Linked DNA regions of Mus musculus: all the other regions are linked to region 1. A link is a contact called in public promoter capture Hi-C and targeted proximity ligation data. All regions are on one chromosome and are shown on one strand. The core of a region is the stretch at or near the end of the contact, and the rest is flanking DNA. Distances in the headings are between cores, read along the strand shown. Region 1 holds the start of Acy3 (aspartoacylase (aminoacylase) 3). Region 2 holds the start of Ssh3 (slingshot protein phosphatase 3). Region 3 overlaps Lrp5 (low density lipoprotein receptor-related protein 5). Region 4 holds the start of Ppp6r3 (protein phosphatase 6, regulatory subunit 3).

Region 1 (2,790 bases), core at 66-2,565:
GCAGAAAGGGCGCCCAGGGCCACACTGCACGCTTCCAGCTCTTCGCCAAAGGACAGCTGGCAGGCCTCGTGAGAACAAAGGTGAGCCACAGGGCTCCACTGTCCCCACAGTGACAGTGCCATGGGGTGGGGGAGGGTAAGAGAGCAGACTCAGGCTAGAGTGTGATCTAAGCAGCTCTGATAAGGTTGCCACCCAGAATGTCCAAACTGTCTTGTAAGCTTGGACCTACAGCGAGAGTGATTTAGTTCCTGCCGGATGTCAGGACATCCTGAAACACAAGGCCTGACCTTGGAGGCCAAGTGCAGTCAGTAGGCATAGTTAATCCGATGGTTCAGTGGGCTGCATGGCTCACTGCCTCTCTCCTCAGCGACCTCTGAACAGTGCTTGCCTCCTGCCAGAGGACAGCTGAGCTCAGTAGGAGGGACAGCTGAGGGTCAGGGAACCAGGACTTCCCCAGGACCCCCACGGAGGTCTCAGGGAATGGAAAGGATCACTCTGTCTTCCAGTTCCAACTGTCCCCTGTGTTCAGTGTACCCTTTGCTCCTCTGCTGAGCCTCAGTTTCCACATCTGTAGACTGGGCCTGAGGGTTGTTTTCCAAAGCAGAGTAAACAAAGTCATTTCAGTTACAGTGTCCTTGAAGGCCATCACAAAGACCAGGCAAAACATTTTGCGGTTTTGTTTGAAGCATCAGTGAGCTGTAAGATTTGAACCTCATAGATCACAGCTTTAAATAGGTGGCTGTGGGCTGCAAAGACAGGCCGGTGCAGGGGAAGGTGGCAGGGAAGAGGACTCCTTTTCCGGTGGCCCCCAAAGTACAGGGCTGCTGTGGCCAAAATCAAGTCACTGCCCACTGTTGTCTGCCTTAAGTAGCCTCAAGGAAAGCACCTCTCTGCATGGATCGGAGTGGACACCAGGCAGGCCTTGTCTACCCTTAAAGGACCAAGCAGTGGACCACCAGTACTCATCAGTGCAAAGCCAAGTCCTTTCTGAGGACTGGGAGACATGGTTCCAAGTCAGGAATCTCTGGGCAAGCGCAGCTTCCAGCAGAAGTCCCCAGAGACCCTTGCAAGTAAAACTGTCCCTTTTCCGGGGGAAAGAGGAGAGGGCAAGGACAGGAACCTGCCCCAGAGACCTGGACCCATTAAGCTGATGGGAGTGGGGGCGGAGCTTAGGGGATAGGGGTGGGGCCCTGCGAACTTTGGCTGCTTGGCTCCCAGCCCAGCCTCCCGCCTCCAGTTCTCCGCCTACTTGGAACAAACACTTCCTGCCTGGGACCTGCGGGCCTATAAATACAGCCTCCTAGGGGGTGGACACATTAGGCCTGTGGCCTAGGGAAGCCCAGGCTCGTACCAGCAGGTAAGAGGCTCTGGCAGAGGCTCCCGACCAGTTCAGAGGAGGGTGCAGAGGTGGCCTGAAATCCAGACACTTGCTGCACAGCTTAGGGGGTGACAGTCTTCTCCCCCTGGAAAGCTAGGCATTGGCTTTACCATCTATAAAATAGTTCTGTGGTGACAGTCGTGTGGGTGGGAACAGTCGACCTTCTGAATGTCTGAGTCCCCCTTCTCAGCTTAGGTCCTCAGAGAGAAAAGTGGGGAGAGCGACACTCACCCTCAGAACATTCCAGAAGAGGGACTGAGGTTGCAAGGGGGAACAAAAATTTGGCTGCTGGTGTCTTGAACTTGGCTTCTGGGTACAGGTGGGTCACAGTTGGCATCCCCCTGCCTCAGACTCTTCTGTGGGGAGCTCACCCTACTGTTCAGGCTCTGGATACTTAGATTCCACATCTCTTGTGCAGTTCTTCCCCACACTGGGAGATGTCCTCCCTACCTGGGTCCCGGGAGCCCCTGCTCCGTGTGGCTGTGACTGGAGGCACCCACGGGAATGAGATGTGTGGTGTCTACCTGGCCCGGTACTGGCTACAGAACCCAGGGGAGCTGCAGAGACCCAGCTTCTCAGCCATGCCGGTTCTGGCCAACCCAGCAGCCACAGCTGCCTGTTGCCGTTACCTGGACCGTGATCTCAACCGCTCCTGCACCCTCACCTTCCTTGGGTGAGTACCCTCAGCCAGGCTGGCCGGTCCACAGCCAGGTACTAGCATCCCTACAGACTGGTCACAGTGGCTAGCAAGGCATCTCTGTCTTTTCTCAATGACCATATGGTTTAGCGAGATCCAGATCAATGTCACCTCTTCCAGGAAGTCTGCCCAGTAGGCCAGACTCTTACCAGCTGAAGTGAGACATACATGGGGAACAGGACCAACATGTCAGCTTCAGGTTACTGGAGGCACAGAAAAAGACTGGGGTGAAGGTGGGACTACATGGAGCATCCAGCCTGACCAAGAGAAGTCAGGGAAGGCTTCTTGTAGGAGGTGGCATCCAGCTAATCTCCCCCCTCCCCCACCAAAGGTGAGAAGTTAGCCAAGGAAAGGGAGACTGAGATGATGGGGACTGATGTCCCCCATTCCTTTCCCCACAGTTCCACCGCTACCCCTGATGACCCCTATGAAGTGAAAAGAGCCCGAGAGTTGAACCAGCTGCTGGGTCCCAAGGGCACAGGCCAGGCTTTTGACTTTACCCTAGACCTGCACAACACCACAGCAAACACTGGAGTCTGCCTCATCTCTGAATCCAACATCTCCTTCAACTTGCACCTGTGCCACTACCTACAGGTGGTCCCTAGGGGGCAGGAAGGAGGGCGGGGAGGGGGCAGAGGGACCAGTGCCACCTGAGGTACTCCAGGCTCGCCTTAACCTTCCAACCAAGGAAAAGAGGTGGGGCAGGGTGGACGAC
Region 2 (3,074 bases), core at 286-2,785, 280 kb after region 1:
TCTCATAGCACTGATCTTAGATAGACATGAGCTCCGGGTGGTTCCTTACCAGGCGGATATCATCCTGCGGCCTCAGCAGCTCCACCATGAGGTGCAGGTGCCGCTTTTGCACTTGTTTCCAGGGACTCTGGAGTCCTTGCCCTTTGTCAGTCTGGTCCTCGGTGGGCTGTTCCTCACCTGAGGGTTCCTCCATTGGCTCAGAGTCAGCCTCAGATGCAACATTACTGTCCCCTCCATCCTGAAGTCCCAGGACAGCCCCTCGGAGCACCGCAAAACTCTGCCTGGCAGAGCGATGGGGACATGGTTCAGGTCATAGGTTTTCAAACTTTAGGGAGGCTGAGTCCCCTGGCTGGCGGAAGTGGGCTGCTGGCCCGCTCTCCAGAGTCAGATGGGCCGGAGTGAGGCACAGTTTGCACTTTTGTAACCAGGACCCTGATAGCGGTAGGCACCTAGAGCCAGCCTTGGGCTCTCAGGCTCCTCCTCACCTTGTTTTGCACCTTTGGAATGTGTTCCTTTTCGGGGTGGACTCAGATGCTATAAACTTGTTTAAGCACTTATACTCCTTCAGGTCCCATCCTGCCCTTGGTCCTGGGATTACTGGGCGAGCCAAGGTCCAGGTAATGTGTGAAAGCATCTACTGGCCAGGGCTAAGTTAACCATGCTGGTTCTTCCACAAGCCAGAGATGTGATGTTTGCCAGCTCCACCCACAGCATCTGCCTCCCACCTAAGCATGAGTTTATCTGACAATACTTAAGTGAGTCCTTGGTCCAAGCAAGACATCAGGAGTCCACAATGGCAGCAGCTAGGCCACAGGCTATAAGGAAGCATTTGTCAGACAGAACTCACCTGCGCTGGAGCCGGCCTCTGCGTCTTACCACTCGGTCCTGCTGAGAAAGCAGCCCGGGAATAGAGTAAGAGAGCAGCTTCCAGGACAGGAAGCACCCAAAAGCCTCTCCTCTTCCTACAAGGGAGCGCTAGGTGGAAAAGAAATCTCTTTCCTCTGAAGCCGCTCCCCTCCAACAGGCCCCAGAGAAACCCGGCCTAAGTCCAGGTACAGCAGTGCTGCAAGGATAGGGGGTTGCAGAGTGTGGGAGGTATTTGGGCAGATCTGGGCTTCAACAGACCCGGGCGGTTCTCAGGATTCCGCATCTACCTACGTCGAGCTCCTGGGAGCCTCAGGGCCTCCCAAGTGCCTTAAAACGTGAGACTCAAGGTCCCCCTCCGCCTACTCCCAGCCGTCTGCTAGGGGCAGGACTTGCTCCCTAAGGCCTACCTTGGCAGCCAACTGTAAGAGCGTAAAACCAAGCTAAACTCACCGTGGGTCCCACAGGCGTGGAGTGGCCACTTGCCGGCGGCGAGCGACTCACTGTGACCAGCGCCATAAGGTAGGCAGGCCCGGAACACCTGGGCGAACACCCGGCACGACCCCTCCCTCAGCCTTACGGTCAGTCCCTGCCTTCGCACAACCAGGAAGAAGAGATTGGAGCCACCAGGGCCTGGCACCTCCTCGGGAGCGGCCCTTAAAGGGCCCGACTCATGACCAGTCTGGTCGCGTAGAGCTGGTACCGAGCGACAGCGGCCCCGCCCCTGCGGTCTCGGTTCAGCTTGCCCCGCCCCGACCGCGCTAGAGGCGTGGTCAAGGGCGTGGCGCAGGTGAGCCCAGACCTCACTTTCCCTGCTTTGGTCGCTTTGCCCACAGAAGGCTTTCAACCCTTCTTGCTGCACCCAGTAAGACTTGGACCCCCACTGTTTGGTTTATGCTATGGTTTCTTGGAAAGGAAGGAGCAAGGGCAACAGTTTTGTTTTTGAGACAGGGTCTCACTATGTAGCTGACAGACCTGAAACTCATTATATAGAGCAAGTCGCCTAAAACCCAGAGATCCACCTGCCTCTGCCTCCCAAGCACTAGAATTAGAGGCATGCGCCACCATACCTGGGAGGCAATGGGTCTTAAATCTACCACCCCATTCCAAACTTGCTCTCTTTTCTGCTTGGCTGTCATTCCTCTACTCTTGAGAAGATCTGGGAGAACAGAAGGCCTTTTTGGAATTTTTGCAATAGTCCCCAATACCTGTACGCATTTCAGGTCCACCCTAGGGGTGACTAGGACAGGGCTGAGCCCCTTCCCCAGAGAGTGACTTGCTTAAAGGTTCATTCTGGTAGAAAATACTTGAAACAGGGGGAACCTGTGCCTGAGTTTTGGGGATGAGGTGGGAGCTTCCCCCAGTAGGTAGAATAGGAAGACCCAGCCCAGCGGGAGTATGGACCATCAGGCTGGGTGGCAGGCAGAACCTGGGGTTGGGGTAGCATCCAGGGAAATTTCAGAATCTCCAGGAACTCCTGCCCCGTGAGAAGTGGTCTTATTTTCTAGCTGTAGAAATGGAGGCTCCAAAGCTGCTCAGTGCCAGCTCCAGCGAGGACTACCCATCAGTAACCCCATCCAGTGTCCCCTTGGTTCCAGACCACGCAGGACAGCAAGCCTACTGCTGATGGTCTCTTTATTTCCACCTCAGTCTCACTGCTAGCCTATCTTCAGTGCCCAGGTCCCAAGCTCAGCAGCAGACAGTTTATAAATAAATAAATTACAAAACCAGGCAGAAGGCATGGCCCTGGGGAGCCGTCCCAAGGCCAGGCAACTCAGTGCTCTGTGAGTGACAGCTGCAGGATCCGCTGTAAGTCGTCTTCTTCCTGCTGACCCCGTCGCTCCAACTCCTCCTGTTCCCTTGAAGACAACTCCAGGGCCAGGCGAAGCTGCTCCTCAAAGCTTGGGGGTGCAGGGGATGGAGGTGTCTTCTGAGGAGATTCTGGACCCCTGGACTCTGTGGACAGCTGTAGGCTTTCCTGCAGGGCCCTTCAGGGTAAGGGTTGAGGGGAGAGCAGACCAGTGAGAAGGCTTGGGGAGGAGCCAAGCCCATGCAATTTTGAGAACAAGGTGTCAGGGACAGAGACAAGCAGGCCCTCTTTTGGCTCTTCATGCTCCCCACGGTAAGCAGCATTTTGCCATGTGAAGGCATGGAGCCCTTGGATCAGAACTCCCTGGCTTCCCACCCATCACCAGCAGCCAGGGACCCAC
Region 3 (2,776 bases), core at 185-2,684, 320 kb before region 1:
GATTTATGTCTGCAAATGTGCGTTTTCACTAATTAGAAGGTTTAGGACAGAGTAGAGAAAAATATGTATTTCAGAGTCCCAGTTTGACTTGCCAGAAACCAGCCCATTACTAACATTCTTATTTTCGACAAAATATAGCATTCTGATTACACACCATCTTGGTCCCATGGCTCTCAGCCTGCCAGGCTCCCGGAAGTGGCCCACGACCACGGCAAAGAGTAAGACAGCAATCCCAAAACGGAGATGCACTCGGAGCCCCTGGGGACTGAGTGCTTGGACACTCTGACGGAGGCAAGTCCTTCCTTGGGACAGCGGCAGCTTTCTCTCAAGGTCTCCTGGCTTGTTCTACCAGGTACAGGACAGCCACTCAGGTTCATATATAGGAAGAGCAGCCCATCAGACAACTCCCCCAAGAGGATAATTGTGACATTGCAGCCTGTCCCCAGGTCCGTTTCACATACGTTAACCGTGTCTCAGACACCAAGGAGCAGAACCCAGGGGCCCCTTTGGCGAGTTTCATGATCTGGAAAGAGGGAGAGAGGGAGAGGAAGAGGGGGAGGGGCAAGAGGAGGGGACAGAAAGTGAGAACACACATGCAGGTGTTTAGGCTACATGTATGTCAATATACAATGCACATACCTGGTGCCTGCAGGGGTAGAAGAGACACAGACCCTTAAAGTAATTTCAAAGAAACCATTTACAATGCAAATAGGCTTCCACTCTCTACCTCTTTGAGCTTCAGTTTCCCCATCTCTCATCCTGGGGTTGTGGTGGTTCCATCTCAGCCACTGGGCAGCGGCCAGCACAAGCCTCAGTTGTTTAATCTGTTGTTTTCTGGGTGTTCCAAAGGAGGACGCATTTATTTACAAAGGAAATCGTCACTAACCACACCTAGTGTAAGAAGCACACACACCCAGGAATTGTTCTCATCAGACCACTGTCTAAGTATCAAAAGCAGCGCAAGCACAAACTACACAGAACTTCTGGGAACGGCACAGGGCTCCTGCTGTGCCACGTTTACCCTGCATATGGCCTGGGACCCTCACCCATCTTTAGCAAAAAACTAAGCTGAGCAGCCGGGCTTCGTGGACTCTGTGGACACCGGGATTTTCCTGGCAGCCACCATACGGTGCATCTGCACAGTGACCTGAGCCTGGGCTCCCCTTTCACTGAGGACCAGCACTAGATGCAAAGGCTTGGAACTGCAATGTCTGCTCAACATATATGAAGCCCTGGGTACTGTCCCCAGCATCGGGAAAGAGCCACTGACACTCAAGGTCAGGAAGAGATCAGAGTCCTTGTGTCCCCAAGACCGATGCAGATTAAGAATTCAGCAAGGATGAACTTAGGGACCCAGGACTGGAGCTGCAGTCAGGCTGTGGTGCCTCGGTGCCACACCCTGAGAACTACTGCCAACCCTGCAACAGTCAGTCAGACCTGCCAGCTAGCTGGCACTGACGCATTTCCACGGAGGTGGGAGAAGGTGGGATGGCCCAGGCCCTCCCCTGCGGGCCAGAGAGGGAAGTGGTTCCCGTGTGGCCACAAAGATCACATTGTTCTGTCCTCGGAGAGGAAACTGGAGAACCGATTTCAGAAACAAGCCTACCTTTGTACCAGCGCCTGTTTCCTTTAAGTAGTGCAGAGACGAGTCAGAAACCCGCGAAACTTATCATCGCTCTCCAAAGTCTGTTTATTGAGCCAAACTTGCAAGTTTCTGCTTTCAAACAAGCCACAGCTCCTGGAAAAAAAGTGGGAACCCAGGTGCCAAGGCACAGGGGCCACCGCCCAAAATGGTGACAGGCGCCAACTCAGGATCCAATGACAATTCTGTCCACCATGTGGCCAAATGGACAGGCAAAAACAATGAAGGGAAAGACACAAACCATCTCTGGGGGCGTAGAGATGAAATTCTAGCCCCTGGCCTTCTGGCCTCAACCAAGCTTATCAGGGCACAGACGTGCCTGGAGGATTCTATGTGAGTCTGGACTCTAGCTGTCTTGGAGCCTCAGGGGCAGCAGGTCCAGAAGTTGGTGAGGATGCAGAAGAACCCAGGAGCCCTTCCCACAGTGCCTGTTATGGACACCAGGACACACGGACTGTGCAGAGACCCAAGGATAACCCAAACTCCCTACTGAAGAAATCCAGAGAGAAGCTCTAGTCTGGCTCTGTTCTGGGGCAGGTCCTGGCTTGCTGACCCCCACAGATCCCATGCCTGCCCGCCTTCCTAGACTGCTATCTGCCAAATGGTCCTTAGTCCCCATAGGAGGTGGATTTGCAGTCACCTGTGCTACAGATGAGAAGACTGAGGCCTAATAAAGGCAAGGAACCTTGCAAAGTACCACCTGGGGCAACTCAGCCCAGAGGACTCAGGTGCCTGGTGGGGGAGGGGACTGTCTCTCCACAACACTTAGGTTGATTCATTAGAGAACTAGGTGTGGGACTCAAACTTACGACCCCTGCACTCCAGAGGCTGAGGCGGCAGGATCACAAGTCAAGACAGTCTAGGTGGACTAATAAGATCCTGTCTCAAAAACAGGGGGAGTGTTTTCTGGAGAGACTGCTCAGGGGTTAAGAGCACCAGCTGCTCTTCCAGAGAACCTGAGTTCCATTGCCAGCACCCACACGACTGCTCACAATCATGTAACTCTACATCCAAGGGATCCAGTCATGCAAAGCCACAGATGCAGTCAAAACACTCACGCATATAAAAATAAACCTAAAACAAACAAAAACAAAAAAACAAGATTGGCGCATTGTGCGCAATGCTGACAGTTCT
Region 4 (3,176 bases), core at 62-2,561, 410 kb before region 1:
ATAAACTTATGAAACAAACTTATTTTCATGGGTTACAGGGGCAGCAAAGAGGACTAATTCGCCCAAGGTCACAGGACTAGAAAGTGACAAAGGAAGATGTAATTTTCAGGTGGCCCATAAGAAAGCTCAAACACCACTGGCAACAGGGATCTTGCACCTTGCAATTTCAAGGAACATTTTAGTGGAAGGAGATCTTAAGTTCCTTTCTTACGGGCTGTGTCAACTGCAACATGACCTTGAGGGCAAAAACCAAAGTAAACTTGACTTAAGAAAATGAAACAGTATCCATATTAACAAGTGCTCTGATGCAAGGAAACCTTCTAAGTGTCCCCTCCCCCAAGCCAAAGCAAAACATAAACAAAGCTCTGGCCCATTCTAAAGAGACCACAGCAGGTAGGCGGCAAATGACAGTAGGACATGCGGTGGAGAAGTACAGACACAGAGCTACCGAGACCACTCATTCTGTCCCACCTACAACTTCAAGTCCAAGTTCTAATGAAAGACAACGGGACTGGGGAGAAAAAGACCTCCAAGTTAACAGTGAGCCGAGCTTTAAAAGCGAGGTGCTTGAAGCCACAAGAAGGGTAACTCCTCACTTCAGCTCCAAAACACCAGGGAATCTCCAATGCCCGCGTCTGTATAAAAGAGAGACTCAACGGCGGAGGATGAAGATTCACTGCGATGGCCCCGAGAGACTCGGAACTGGTTTTTGTGTGTTCCGATGACTCTGCTAATGCCCAGAAACCCACACAACTTGTTTCTCAGAGGACAAGAGTCCAACAAAAGCCTTCGCGAAGCTCTCCAGCGAGTTGACAAGCTCCAGGAGATCCCGAGAAGTCGCTGTGAAGGCCCGGGCGCGGGAGCCGGGGAGCTCGCCCAGGACCCCCGACTTGGCTCGGGGCGCGCCTCGCCTCGCCTGGGCTCCCGCCGAGCCAAGCCCAGAGTCACCTCGGCGTCCAAAGTTCGCAGTCGGCTCGGCTGACTGCCAACGCTCGGCCCGGCTGACAGGAGCGGGCGGCCCGGTCCTGGCCAGGACTGGACGCCGCCTCCCGGGCCGCCGAAGCTGCCGATTCCGGGGGGGAGGGGAAAGGGGCCGGGACGCTCCCTCCCCACGCCGCCGGGACCGGACCACCGCCACGATCGGTCGGCCGCTTGCCCGCGCGACCCGCACACTCCGCGCCACCGCCCCCTCCCCTGAGTTACCTGGAGGCGCCCAAGACCCGCAGTTAGTCGCGCTCAGGCGGGAAAAAGGTTCACCGACACCATCAGCGAAGCGCCCAAAATGGCGGACGTATCAAGCAGGCCTTGAGTTACCCCCGCCCTCCCTCCGGCCGCCCCGCAGCCAATCACAGGATAGACCCCGCCCCTTCACACGGATCATTGGCTTGTCTCTCCCGCCCCCCACAACCTATTGGACCGCCCAGCGGTTCCCTCGACTCCACTTCGATTGGCTTTGAGGTCTTGTCAGTCAAACGCGAGAGGCGCATTCTTTTTCCCATGGTCTTGACGGATCCGGAACCTCTAGACCCCGGAGTCTGAGAAACAAGTCAGAAATTGGGAGAAGCTTAGGCTGGGTCCCTCTGCCCCGTAGCAACAGCGGGGCCTCGCGTGACAGACGCTTGGGACCACCAATCCGCATAGTCAATGTAGTTTAAAACAAATGAACCAAACCAATCCCGGCTGTGTAGCTCCGGATGCGAAGAAGCCAATGGGGTAACACAATGACAGCAGGCGGTGGGGTAACGGCCGCGGGGGACGAGGGGGGGGGGAAAACCGGTGATGACGTGAGTCACAATACAACCTGCGACGGAAGTTAATTATAGCTGGGGAATTAGCTCAAATGGTAGAGCGCTCGCTTAGCATGTGAGAGGTAGCGGGATCGATGCCCGCATTCTCCATAGCATAGTTTTATCGAAGACCTTCAATTAAATTACTTCAGACAAAGTAGAGTGGCATCCCTGAAAATGGGGTCAAAATGTAAGGTTTCTTAATACAAAGGAAACCAGGCTGTATCTTTTGTCACAGAGAAGAATTTTACACATGAATTTCTTCCAACTGCTAGTGTCCTATACGTATAGTACTACACATTTACCTTGCCCCAGAACTGGGGTCCTGGACATCAGGGTCCCTACTCTCAAGTCTTGCACTTAACCACTGTCATGGCTAATCCTGGTTTTTAATTCTCCTGGGGCTGTCTAAAAAGGTGAAACTGAGCTGACCACAAGCATTCTCTACCTCCTGGCTGGTTGTGATGTGATGTGATGTGATGTGACGGGCAGACTCCCACACCTGCTCCCTTGACTTCCCTGCCATATTGGCCTCGACCTGTGAGACAAAATGAACCTTTTCTCCCTAAAGTTGCTGTTGTCAGAATATTTTATCACAGCAACAGGAAAAGATACCAAGGTGCTCCCCTTGGGTCCCTATGAATAATCTGCCTGGTTCAGTGTGGACAGGACCATAAGTTCAGGCACGCTGCAGCTGGCCACCATAGTCAACAAAGTCTCTGAGTCTTGGAAGTCTTTCATGAAGCAGGCCTTCCCATGCCATCTGGAAAGCAAGTGACCAAGGTGATCAAGCTAAGGGACAGACTCTTTTGGGAAAGTAGTAAGTCATAGGACAGGACAGAGCTCTAAATCCCTGGGGTGTTGGTAGCAGGGAGGGGAAGGGTGTTACAGAGACCCCAGGGTGGGGCCTTGGAGCTTCAAAGGCAGGACGAGCCCAGCTATGATGGGAGACTGGATAGCAGAGGTAGCTGAGTCACACAGACCTTGAGTGGCAATGCTCACACCTCAGACAGGGAGCAGTTGCCTGCATATCTCTTCCAGTAGGTCCAGCAGTCCCAGGCCCAGGCTTCACTGAAGCTCAGAGAGCACAGAGCTTATCTCCTGAGTGTCTCCTCTAGGCCACCTCTAGGCATCTATCCCCTGGGAAAATGACAGAGCCTAGCCCTTGGACTGGAGGAGACAGGACCTGCCTTGTTGGACACTCAGTGCTTTCTCCGGGTTCCCAGTCTCTGAACCCCCCCCCACCCCTGTTCTTTACACGGGGTCCAGCATGCTTGAGTCCTCCACCTCACTCATTCTGGCTCTGAATTCCACTACCAGGATAACAAGAGAGGGCTGTGCAGTTATGCAAACCCACCCTGGCCTCCAGTCCACCTTCCAAGAGAGCTG

The links. Promoter capture Hi-C pulls out the DNA fragments that hold promoters and counts their contacts.
Region 2: a promoter capture Hi-C map of embryonic stem cells shows a contact between it and region 1, with 4 times the contacts expected there. A contact is called at or near these places in 2 of 39 promoter capture datasets (both in embryonic stem cells), 4 of 130 datasets of targeted methods (embryonic stem cells, large pre-B cells, neural tube and 1 more) and 1 of 9 other capture datasets (liver).
Region 3: a targeted proximity ligation map of pancreatic cancer cells shows a contact between it and region 1. A contact is called at or near these places in 3 of 39 promoter capture datasets (neutrophils, pre-B cells and second pharyngeal arch cranial neural crest) and 2 of 130 datasets of targeted methods (microglia and pancreatic cancer cells).
Region 4: a targeted proximity ligation map of pancreatic cancer cells shows a contact between it and region 1. A contact is called at or near these places in 6 of 39 promoter capture datasets (the 3T3-L1 cell line, cranial neural crest, hippocampal neurons and 3 more), 1 of 130 datasets of targeted methods (pancreatic cancer cells) and 1 of 9 other capture datasets (adipose tissue).

The regions. Positions count from the first base shown.
Region 1 is chr19:3,985,255-3,988,044 of GRCm38.p6, forward strand. It overlaps Acy3 (aspartoacylase (aminoacylase) 3), which reads left to right and starts at 1,316. Exons shown (of 8, transcript NM_001302479.1): 1 at 1,316-1,357; 2 at 1,569-1,697; 3 at 1,797-2,051; 4 at 2,477-2,669. The coding sequence starts at 1,816. It overlaps Gm52386 (a long non-coding RNA gene), which reads right to left and starts at 507. Exons shown (of 3, transcript XR_003952881.1): 1 at 1-507.
Region 2 is chr19:4,267,698-4,270,771 of GRCm38.p6, forward strand. Ssh3 (slingshot protein phosphatase 3) reads right to left here and starts at 1,536. Exons shown (of 14, transcript NM_198113.3): 1 at 1,318-1,536; 2 at 848-888; 3 at 50-281. The coding sequence starts at 1,383. Ankrd13d (ankyrin repeat domain 13 family, member D) reads right to left here. Exons shown (of 15, transcript NM_026720.2): 15 at 2,483-2,852. The coding sequence ends at 2,639.
Region 3 is chr19:3,667,792-3,670,567 of GRCm38.p6, forward strand. All of the region lies in intron 1 of Lrp5 (low density lipoprotein receptor-related protein 5), which reads right to left. Among named protein-coding and RNA genes, the nearest start is that of Gm36672, 17 kb to the right of the region's middle.
Region 4 is chr19:3,574,438-3,577,613 of GRCm38.p6, forward strand. It overlaps Ppp6r3 (protein phosphatase 6, regulatory subunit 3), which reads right to left and starts at 1,312. Exons shown (of 24, transcript NM_028999.1): 1 at 1,204-1,312. It overlaps n-TAagc9 (a tRNA gene), which reads left to right and starts at 1,826; the gene lies at 1,826-1,898.